3 separate regions of the Mus musculus genome follow, and all the other regions are linked to region 1. A link is a contact called in public HiChIP or PLAC-seq data. All regions are on one chromosome and are shown on one strand. Each heading gives the region's core, a stretch centred on a gene start, on an enhancer-like site or on the middle of the called end of the contact. The rest is flanking DNA. Distances are from core to core; before and after follow the strand shown.

Region 1 (3,150 bases), core at 639-3,138:
GCAGAACTACAAGTGTGTTAGTTTGTCTTTGCTTTCATGGCGGTTGGCACAAGATGATGTTTGGTGAGGGGACAGGGGAGGACTGATAGTGTGTGTGAACACACAGTGGGTCTTGTGTGAGCAACTGGCTGGAGCCATGTCACAGTTGTGTGATGTCCCAGTGTTGGCTTTTACTCTGCCAGCTGGGTAGTACCAAAACCTGCCCTGGCTGGTGGAAGAGGGATCCGATTGATTCTGTCCCAGAAGCATCCTGTATTTAGGCTGCTCAGATAGGGAAGTGCAGCTCATCCATAGCTGGCAGGTTCTCAAATCCCTCAAGGATGACAAGACTTGTAAGGAGGGAGGTGTCAGGAGAAGACAGCCCTAGCATAGCCAGCTGTGTACAGGACCTTAGGATCCCAAGACATGTCAAACCAAGAAGAGAGGCTCCATGGGGCCAGTGAAGCTGTGAACACTTTCCAGAAGCCAATCTGCAACCCTGCTCAAGTTAGCCTTAGGGTAAGGGGTTTTGTTCACTTGGCTGACAGTCAGGGCTGTGGCTAGCAGAACCTTTCCAGGGGCCTGCAGGTGCTCCTTTTGGGGACCTGCAATCAGTGGGCTATATTAAGCCAAGAATCTCAGTTGGCAGAGTTCAGAAGGGCTAAGGTGGAGCCTCCCTGGAGCAGAGCCTTTATTGCAGAGATACAGAAAGAGTACCTACAACAGGAGTCATGAAAAGTCATGTTTGTTATTTCAAAAAAAAAAAAAAAAAAAAAAAAAAAAGCCCCTCAGTGGCCAGTCCAGGAAACAATAAAACTTATATTACAGTTTTACAGTGTTTTGATCTCTTGTGATGGGAGAAGGTGAGTCTGCTTTGTGCTGTTGGACTCCAGAAATCTCAAGCCTGTTCTCAGCTGGAGCTCCCAAGCATCACTTTCAAGACTGGGAAATCAGAGGTTAGGTGTCGGCTGCTCTCCAAAATCCAGATTCTCAGCCCAGTGCTTTGCTCTGCCATCTGACCTGTTGCATAATGCTAAGTAACTGGATTGTCTTCATGAAATTTCCGTTTTGTTCTTTGCTACCGGCCAGCAGCCCAGCTGGTGGGAATGATGTAGGTCTTCTGGGACATCCAGTGGACCGCTTTTGTCCCAGGTCTCTGGATACAGCGGCCCCTATCAACTCAAGTGTTACATTCTTTGTGCCAGGGACACTGACACAGGAGTCACACATGCTGAAACAAGATGATCAAGAATTGTTTGCGCTGCTCACAAGCAACAGGAGCTCTACCTTCCCCTCCCCCAACCTCCGCACGGGTGGCGCGGAGTTCTGAGCTCCTCCTCTTCCCCATCAGAAATAGGGGAGGGGGGTCTTAGGAAAGGAAATAGCTGATGCTCAGCGCCTAAAACCTGGCAGAAGAGGCTGGATGGAGGGGATGCTGGGGGCCCAAGACTGGCCACCTGAGTCAGTCGCGCATCCCATCCTTCGGCTGGCCAGGCCTCGCAGCAGCCCAGGCTTCGCCACGCGGTGAAGTTCTGCGGAAAGTTTTGCAGTTGCTTCGCCTCTCGCGCCAGCAGGAGAAGCTGTGACGCAGCGTCTGGGGCTCCAGGCCCGGTCTGAAAAGAGAGGGTAGACAAGGCGGGAAGGAATTAAGAAGCAGAATAGGGGAAGATAAAGAGCGCACACTGGGATCCTTGTGGACCTCGCTGATCCTCTTCTCCAGCCTTCGCCTCCTCTCCCTCCCGACACGCACTCCCTTGCGGCCGGGTCCCCAGCCCTGCGCCCCCGCGCCTCCTCCGTCCCCTCCCACGCTGCCCGCTTCCCTTCCCCTCTGCCCCTCAAACCCTCCTCCAGGGTTCTGCGCTCCTCCCTCCGCCCTCCCTCTGCGGGGCCTGCCTCCTCCCTCCTCCTCTCCGGGAGGCATCACTTCGTCCGGACCCGGAGGAGGATGCGATCCCCTCGCCGGCGGTCATCTGAGCACAGCGCTAGGGCTGTCTCTGCACGCAGCCCTGCCGTGCGCCCTCCGTACTCTCGTCCTCCGAGCGCCGCAGGGATGGTACCCATCCGACCTGCCCTCGCGCCCTGGCCTCGTCACCTGCTGCGCTGCGTCTTGCTTCTCGGGGGACTGCGTCTCGGCCACCCGGCGGACTCCGCCGCCGCCCTCCTGGGTAAGGCGCTGCCAACTTGGCCAACTTCGGGAGTCGGGCCTCTTGACTTTTCCCTCCTTTTTTTCTCCCATCTTTTCTGAAGAAGTGCGTGCGTGCGTGTGTGTGTGTGTGTGTGTGTGCGCGCGCACGCGTGTGTGTGCGTGTGTGTGTGTGTGTGTGTGTGTGTGTGTGTGTGTGTGTGTGTGACTGGATTTTTTAAATTCGTCTCCACTTTTCTGGGAGCAAGGGAGGAGATGGGAGGAGGAGCGCGCCTGGAGGTGGGGGAGGACCTGAGTGGAACCAGATGTGGCAGGCGGCGGGGGAGGGGAGCCAAGGCACCGCGGCCTGGGAGGGAGAGGGAGGGCTGGTGTCCGGGCCACCCGGACCCCCGGCGCTCGCCCCGCGCTGGTCTGGGTACCTTGATATACAACCAGAGAGCCAGAGGCGCATTGTTTCTTACTCTGTACGTGAGGGGTCAGTCTGTTCAGCGTCTGGCAATGGGGTCTTTATGTTTTCTTACTTGGTCTTTAAGGACAGCTTGTGGCAGAGGACTTATGCACCGTTCGATCGTAACCCTGTGGAACAGTTTTGTGCCAGGAGAACCGAATGCGCGTGCGTGCGTGTGTGTGTGTGTGTGTGTGTGTGTGTGTGTGTGTGTGTGTGTTCGTTTCTCACTTTGTGTGTTCAATTCTGATCAAATTGGCACTTCTCCAGAGTGGACAGTCTTTGGTGCAAAAGAGTTTCTAAAGATACAAACCACAACCCACAGAAGACCAACCACACAAGCCCCCCAAACTGCACCCTTCTCTTTTCTGTATGTTTTTTTTTGTTGTTGTGTTGTTGTTGTTGTTGTCGTCGTCGTCGTCGTTATTTTAGAACTATCTGAAATGTGAGGTCAGACAGGTCCCTCGACAAGAACCTGAACACTCATAAACATTGATAGGGTAGATCTTGGGGGGCAGAGGCACTCAGAATTTTAAAAAATGTGCTGGGTGTTGCCTCCACATCCCCTTTTTATGTTTAATTG
Region 2 (3,155 bases), core at 515-3,014, 270 kb after region 1:
TCCTGTTATGTGTGAATTTCACCTTATGGATCCTAGTTTCTTGGAACATAAATTTGACATCCTTTTTGTACCTATTATAAGTGACCTATGTACTATATCCTAACAAATATCTATTGAATTGTTAAATTTGATGAAGAATATTTTGGTAATGAACAGTTGTCCATCATGTGTTCTAGCACAGACCCTTCCAACCACTAGTTGATATATATTTTTTACCCCAGGGGGCTGTAGAGAAGGCTTAGTAGTTAAGAACTACTGCCTTCCAGATTACTGCATTAAATTCTTTGTGCCCATGCTGGTGATCCATAGCCACCTGCAAGTCTAGCTCCAGGGGGATAGGAGCCTCTGTAAGCTCCCACACATGCATGCACATGCACATACCCATCCCTCCACTTGCATCCATCTAATACAGGTGATTTTTAAATTAATTTTTATTATGAGATTTCATAAAGACAACTAAAACAGACAAGAGAAACCTTTAAGTTATTCTTGGGAGGAAGACCCACCTGGGACAGGTCGGATGCTCACATCTTATCTTTAGCCTTCTGAAGTTCATCTGATGGTTGTTTGGTAACATTGTATCACTGTCAAAAGTCTAAGGCTGGTTGAAGTATATCCACAGGTGTGGCTTTTATGCCATTCTAATATGAGTCATTGTACTATTCCTGGATGCTAAAGAAATAAAAGGCAGGGGCCTCGAGATCTCCAGGGAATGGGAAATCTAATTGGAGCCTAAGACATACACACATAAAACAACCCGAGAAAGAATCCAAAGGAATATTTTAGCTGCAGGAAAATATGGTATAGTACAGACTAAAGCTGTAACTGATAAGTCTTTTGAGAAAATCACGCTTGGGATGTGGGGACCTCTCCCTGTCATCTTAGTGGCAATGTGTTTTTTAGATTCAGTCTCATTATATAACCCTGGATGGCCATGTCAGCCTCCCAAGTGCTGGGATTTCAGGTGTGTGCCACACACAACAAGGCTTCACGGTCATTGAAAAAGTGGTGAATCCTGGGTTTGAAGGCTAGAAGGGAGTAGGTAGAAGAGAAGGGGCATGGGTACTTTTTAATTTTGTTTGTCCTAACCAGAAAGGAGCACCCAGAAAACTCAGAGGTGAGATCATAAGTCATGGTTAGGCAACTACAGAAAGACAGTCTTGAGGAATCAAGAAAATATAGGAGGCTAGAGAGAACGTTGATAGAAGACATCAAATAGGTTTGTTTTTGAAATAATGTGGATTTCTCTTTCCCTTTTCAGTAGAAATAACCTTTACTGTCAATGGCCCAGTCAGACCCCTTAGCTGATATAATGATGATCCCAGCTTCCTAGGCTATTATTTGCAATAATTTCTGCCTTATGAGTGTAATGGGAAAAACACATTGCAAAGTGAATTACTTTTGAAATGTATTGCATGCTGACATTTGGGAAATTAGGTCCTGAATACAATGCGTCTTGATTATTTGATGTGCATTCCCACCATGAAAAAAAATTAATTCAGTGCAACGATTCCAAGAAGAAATATCTGCATGCTACATTAAAGCCCTGTTCCTTAGCAAGAGTCTGCCCCCAACTTTAGGTCACCATTCAGACAAATAACAATGGGCAGGAACTATTATTCCCTGCCTAAGTAATCTACAAGGGTCTGAAGCGTCCAGAAATGCCCTCATTCAAACATATTAGCCCATCTGTGCATCCATTCTGTTGCATCCCTTCTCTTGTGCACCAACTGCTTGCATGCCAGCAATGCCCCATGCTCAGCTGGCTTCCATTCACTTGCTGGAAAAAGCACAACCAAACTCTCATATGAAGAACAAATCACTCTTTGCTTCACCATTGCCACTCAGCAAATTCCTCTGACACTCTTGGCTCATCTTGTTATGAATAAGCATGTGCTTTGGCCCTTCCTCTTCTTGTGTAAGCTTTTCTGCTGCTAGGCTGCTGGACTGAGCACCAGCAATTTCAGAAATCCTGGCTACAGAAGCCCAGGTCAGGGCTGAGTCTGAGGAAAAGGCTTTTGAAATAGCACAAATGCTTCCCTTCTCAGCCAAAGCTCCCTTGTTTACTGAACATGTCTAATGAGCGTGTGAAACAGAGCAATGTTGTGAGAGAAAGAGGAGATGGGTAGGGAGAGAATAGAATCTCATATGAAGACAGGAAATCTGGACATTAACAGAGAATGCTAAACAAGAATAAGGAAATGAAGCAACAGTGAAGGGCCACTGATTTCCATGTACAAAAGACCAGGTTGGCCAGTGTGGTGGTGCATGTCTTTAATGCCAGCACTAGGGAGGTGAAAGCAAATGGATCTATGTGAATTCAAGACTTCCCAGCCTACAGAGTGAGCTCCAGGACAGCCAGGGCTACACAAAAAAACTCTGTTTGAAAAACAAACAAACAAACAAACAAACAACCCAACAAAACAACAAAAGACCAGGTTGTTGTTTTATACCATTAAACCATTAACCACGTTCCCCATTCCTTTGAGACCATGTCTTGTTGTATAGCCCATGAGCTTATGATCCTCCCGCTTCAGTGCTTACATTGTAAGTATATGCCAACATGCGCAGTCCATAACCATGCATTTTATGTGTATGAGTGTTCATATGTGTACACATGTATGGAAGCTAGAAGTCAAAGCCGGGTGTCTTCCCAAATGCTCTCAACCGTACCTTTTGTGGCAGGACCTCTCACTGAATCCAGAGCTTATCAGTTCAACCAGAAGAACTGGCCAGCAAGATCCAGACATCTTCCCCCTCCGCCCCTGCCCCCCAAAGCTGGGATTATAAAGGTACACCACTAATGCCTGCTTTCTACTAGGGTGCTGGAGATCCAAGTCTAGGTCCTAATGACTGTGTGGCAAACATTTTACTGACTGAGTTCTCTCTCTAACCCCGTAATCATGTCTTTGCATAAAATAAGATCCACACCATGAATCTGTATCTTAGAGGTAGAGGAACCTCAGTTTGAATCCTGGCTTTACTGTTAATTAGATTAGTGATCTTTTTTTAAAATATTATTTAACCTCTCTAAGTTTCTGCTTCCTGATAAGATGGGAAAGTGAATACTATCTGCCACAACAGGATTAGTGTGAGATAAAAAGATAATACCTATAAAAAGCGTCCTGTGCTACAGAGCATGCAGCACACACAAA
Region 3 (2,959 bases), core at 248-2,747, 470 kb after region 1:
AAGCAGTTAGGATTTTCAGGGAGAGTACGAGTTATATACTAAGATACCTACTTTGAATATGACCTTTATTAAGTACAAATATCAAGTTTATGAATATACTAATATTGAATAATTTTATGATATGGAGTGTTACTATTGTCTAGGTTTCATGATTAAGTTTGTAACTAAGACATATCTTTTCAGCATTTGTGTTAACTTGTCATGGCCTACTTTGTATTTTAGTATCCTAGCATTGTTGACTTCTTACTCTAATGGCTGAACAGCAAAATGATTGATTTCCTTATTAAACTACATCAATATTTAATCACACTTTCAGTACTTAATATGAGTAATTTTTTTCTGGATAAAGGAAACTTCATTACAGCTGTTGTAATTAAACCTTAAAACTTCTTTCAGTACTTTTCTTAGTTAGTACTTGTATTTGAAGGCACAGAAAGCCAAGACAAGAAAGTCCTTTCTTAATAAAGAGAGGAAGTAACCAGAGGTGGTAGACAATTACAATTTATGCTCAAAGTTTTGGATAATAGATTTTAGCTTTTCCCATTTTCAATGACTTTTAAACAAGACCCATCTCCTGTATGAGGAATGCAGTTAATTTTTTTTTCTGGCACAAAAAATAGGGTAACCTGATCTGAGTCTGACAGAGTGTGTCGTTCATGTAAGTGCTTCCATCTGTTGCCTGCTGTTCCCCTTACTCATGACCCCTCTGTGTTTCTCTCTTTCCCTTTCCCCTTCTCTTTCCCTCTGTTCCTTTTTCCTTTTTCTCACCCCTCTTCTGCTTTCCTCTCCTTTTCCTTCTTTCTCTCTTTCTTTTTGTCCTTAGCCCCTCTGAGGAAGGCAAAGTTTGTTGAGAGCCCACGAATTCCAGAGTCCGAGCTTGGCTCCCCAACCCTCACTTCAGCTCAGAAACTGGACGTGGATGCATACTGCCCTGGTAAGCATGCATGCAGCGTCTGCTTTGAAAAGGGGAGGATTGCAGCAGGCCCACCCGGCAGAGCAGCCTTGCATGTATAGTACTCATAAAAACACGTTAATTCTTGCATCTTAATACTTATTCTCCTAAAAGAGCATAGGTTTTATAAAGTACATGTTGTTTTATCTACTGATGAGAGTATTGCAAACAGTTTCAAAGATAAATTTCAAAGTAATTTTGGCAGATGAGGTTTTCAGGATTATTTTTGTGATTTGAAGTAATTAAAGACATGTGATAGTGGCCCTGTGTGGACAGGAGCATCAAAGATATGTGTAAGAATGTTCATTCAGTACTGGACCTTTTGATTATGACTTGTGCCTAATTGTTGTTGGAATTCTGGATAGTTGCAGAAAATGCTTTAGATATTAGAAATATTAAAGTTGAATTAGATACTGAGCTTGATTCCTCTTGAACACTCACTTTTACAGATACCCTCTTCTTGTGAATGGCCTGTAAACACATGTGGACTTCACTAAATCCTTCTTGTGTGGGAGCCAAACAGACAGGCTCATTATTAGTGCTCAGATTCTTTCAGACTTCAGTGAGTTGCCTGGCAGCATCCTTTACACTCTTCTCTAGAGTGAGTCCATAGAACTGTGTCAGAAACATTCGTAGCTCCAGTTGAAAGTACAGTTCAGAACGGTAGCAAAGAACCTTGAGATACTTGGTTTTAGGTCTTTTGTTTATTCTTGCTCATTAAAAATGATATTAAACCACTGTGGAAAAATAACAATACTATATATTTTACTTGGAGTGAACAGGACAGAGTGATTCCTACTTCTAAATTCCTACTTCTGAAAATTTATCATTTTTCAGATCTGAAATGTCAGGGTTTTATCTCTGCAGCCAGATAGGACACACTTACAAAACAGTACAGGAAAACTTGAGCCACATCCTGATAAATAAGATATAATTGACCTTACGAATCCATTTTGAGTATTAAAAGATCTTGAGGGTTTTATTCTCAGACTTATCTTTCAGTAGTAGTATATATTAAATATGGGCTTCTCTTTTTCCCAAAGCAACAAAAGCTCTTCTGGTAGCATTGCATAAGTTCTTCATCCTGTCACAGCAAATGCAATATTGTACTTTGCATTCATTTGTAAATTAGTGTTATAAAATAAATGCTGAATCTTTTACTTTTTTTCCCCTAAGTGCCTCCTCTTACCACCTAGTACCTCTCTTTTCTTCCCCTTTCCTTATCTTCTTTTTACCCTCCTTCCTCCTTCTTTTTGCTCTACTCCTTTAAATCTGGGCTCTAACAGAGGGATGCATAGAAGTTAAGCAAACCCTGCTACACTGAACTGTGCTTCCAGCCCAAATGAGGCTTTTCCTTCTCTAGATTCACAAGTCAGAATGACTGTCAGGAGCCTAATCTCTTTAACACCATATTAATTATATCACTGATCGAATGTAGCTGTTGTTCTGGTTATGAAGCAAAGTAGTTGTGACTTGGGAATGTCTGTGCTAAATCGCTCTGGGCAGTCTTAGTAATGTGATTGTTTATGCATATTTTCCACAAGTATGGATTCTTTGTTAGTATAACCAAACTTGAGCTAAGGTTTTTAGAACACCAGGAAGAATGAAAACGCAGTGCCAGAATGTTTCCTACTGTGCTTCCTAGGCTTCACTTTATAATCTGAAGCAGGTTTATAGCATAGGCACGTTGTACTGATTTTGTTCTTTTATAGTAATGTTTTTAGATTTCCTAAAATAAGTTTCTATTAAGATAAGTGTGTAACCTGGAATTGAAGATAGTATTATCTCTAGGTAGTATCAAAAATAAGCAATAAACAAAATGAATTAAAGAGTACAGTACATATTAAACAAACAGAAGGCTGCCCCAGAGTCCAATGCTTTGTCGTCCCACTCCATTGATTAGAAGGTTTCAGAGGCAGCCTCAGATCTGAGATCTCTCTGCCCTTCTGCCCTTCTGCCCTCCCCTGTCTTTCTCCCCTGAAGTAGCATAGGGACAAGCATTCTCTG

The links. HiChIP or PLAC-seq counts read pairs in DNA pulled down with a chosen protein or histone mark.
Region 2: an H3K27ac HiChIP or PLAC-seq map of stem cell-derived neural progenitor cells shows a contact between it and region 1, with 4 times the contacts expected there. The contact joins the enhancer-like site here to the promoter of Mrc2 in region 1. A contact is called at or near these places in 1 of 39 promoter capture datasets (cranial neural crest), 1 of 15 datasets of contacts at CTCF or cohesin (the NIH/3T3 cell line) and 2 of 115 datasets of contacts at active chromatin or transcription factors (microglia and stem cell-derived neural progenitor cells).
Region 3: an H3K4me3 HiChIP or PLAC-seq map of neural tube shows a contact between it and region 1, with 4 times the contacts expected there. The contact joins the enhancer-like site here to the promoter of Mrc2 in region 1. A contact is called at or near these places in 3 of 39 promoter capture datasets (the C10 cell line, hippocampal neurons and liver) and 4 of 115 datasets of contacts at active chromatin or transcription factors (the NIH/3T3 cell line, astrocytes, craniofacial prominence and 1 more).

The regions. Positions count from the first base shown.
Region 1 is chr11:105,290,758-105,293,907 of GRCm38.p6, forward strand. It overlaps Mrc2 (mannose receptor, C type 2), which reads left to right and starts at 1,889. Exons shown (of 30, transcript NM_008626.3): 1 at 1,889-2,144. The coding sequence starts at 2,030.
Region 2 is chr11:105,565,532-105,568,686 of GRCm38.p6, forward strand. Gm39422 (a long non-coding RNA gene) reads left to right here. Exons shown (of 4, transcript XR_880251.2): 2 at 2,686-2,792. Among named protein-coding and RNA genes, the nearest start is that of Gm39422, 13 kb to the left of the region's middle. Within about 2 kb of position 1,765, at least 39 of the 459 cell types and tissues checked have an H3K27ac peak or open chromatin away from gene starts, as enhancers often do. A contact at or near this core is called in stem cell-derived neural progenitor cells, where this site is marked.
Region 3 is chr11:105,758,099-105,761,057 of GRCm38.p6, forward strand. All of the region lies in intron 4 of Tanc2 (tetratricopeptide repeat, ankyrin repeat and coiled-coil containing 2), which reads left to right. Among named protein-coding and RNA genes, the nearest start is that of Tanc2, 170 kb to the left of the region's middle. Within about 2 kb of position 1,498, at least 39 of the 459 cell types and tissues checked have an H3K27ac peak or open chromatin away from gene starts, as enhancers often do. A contact at or near this core is called in craniofacial prominence and neural tube, where this site is marked.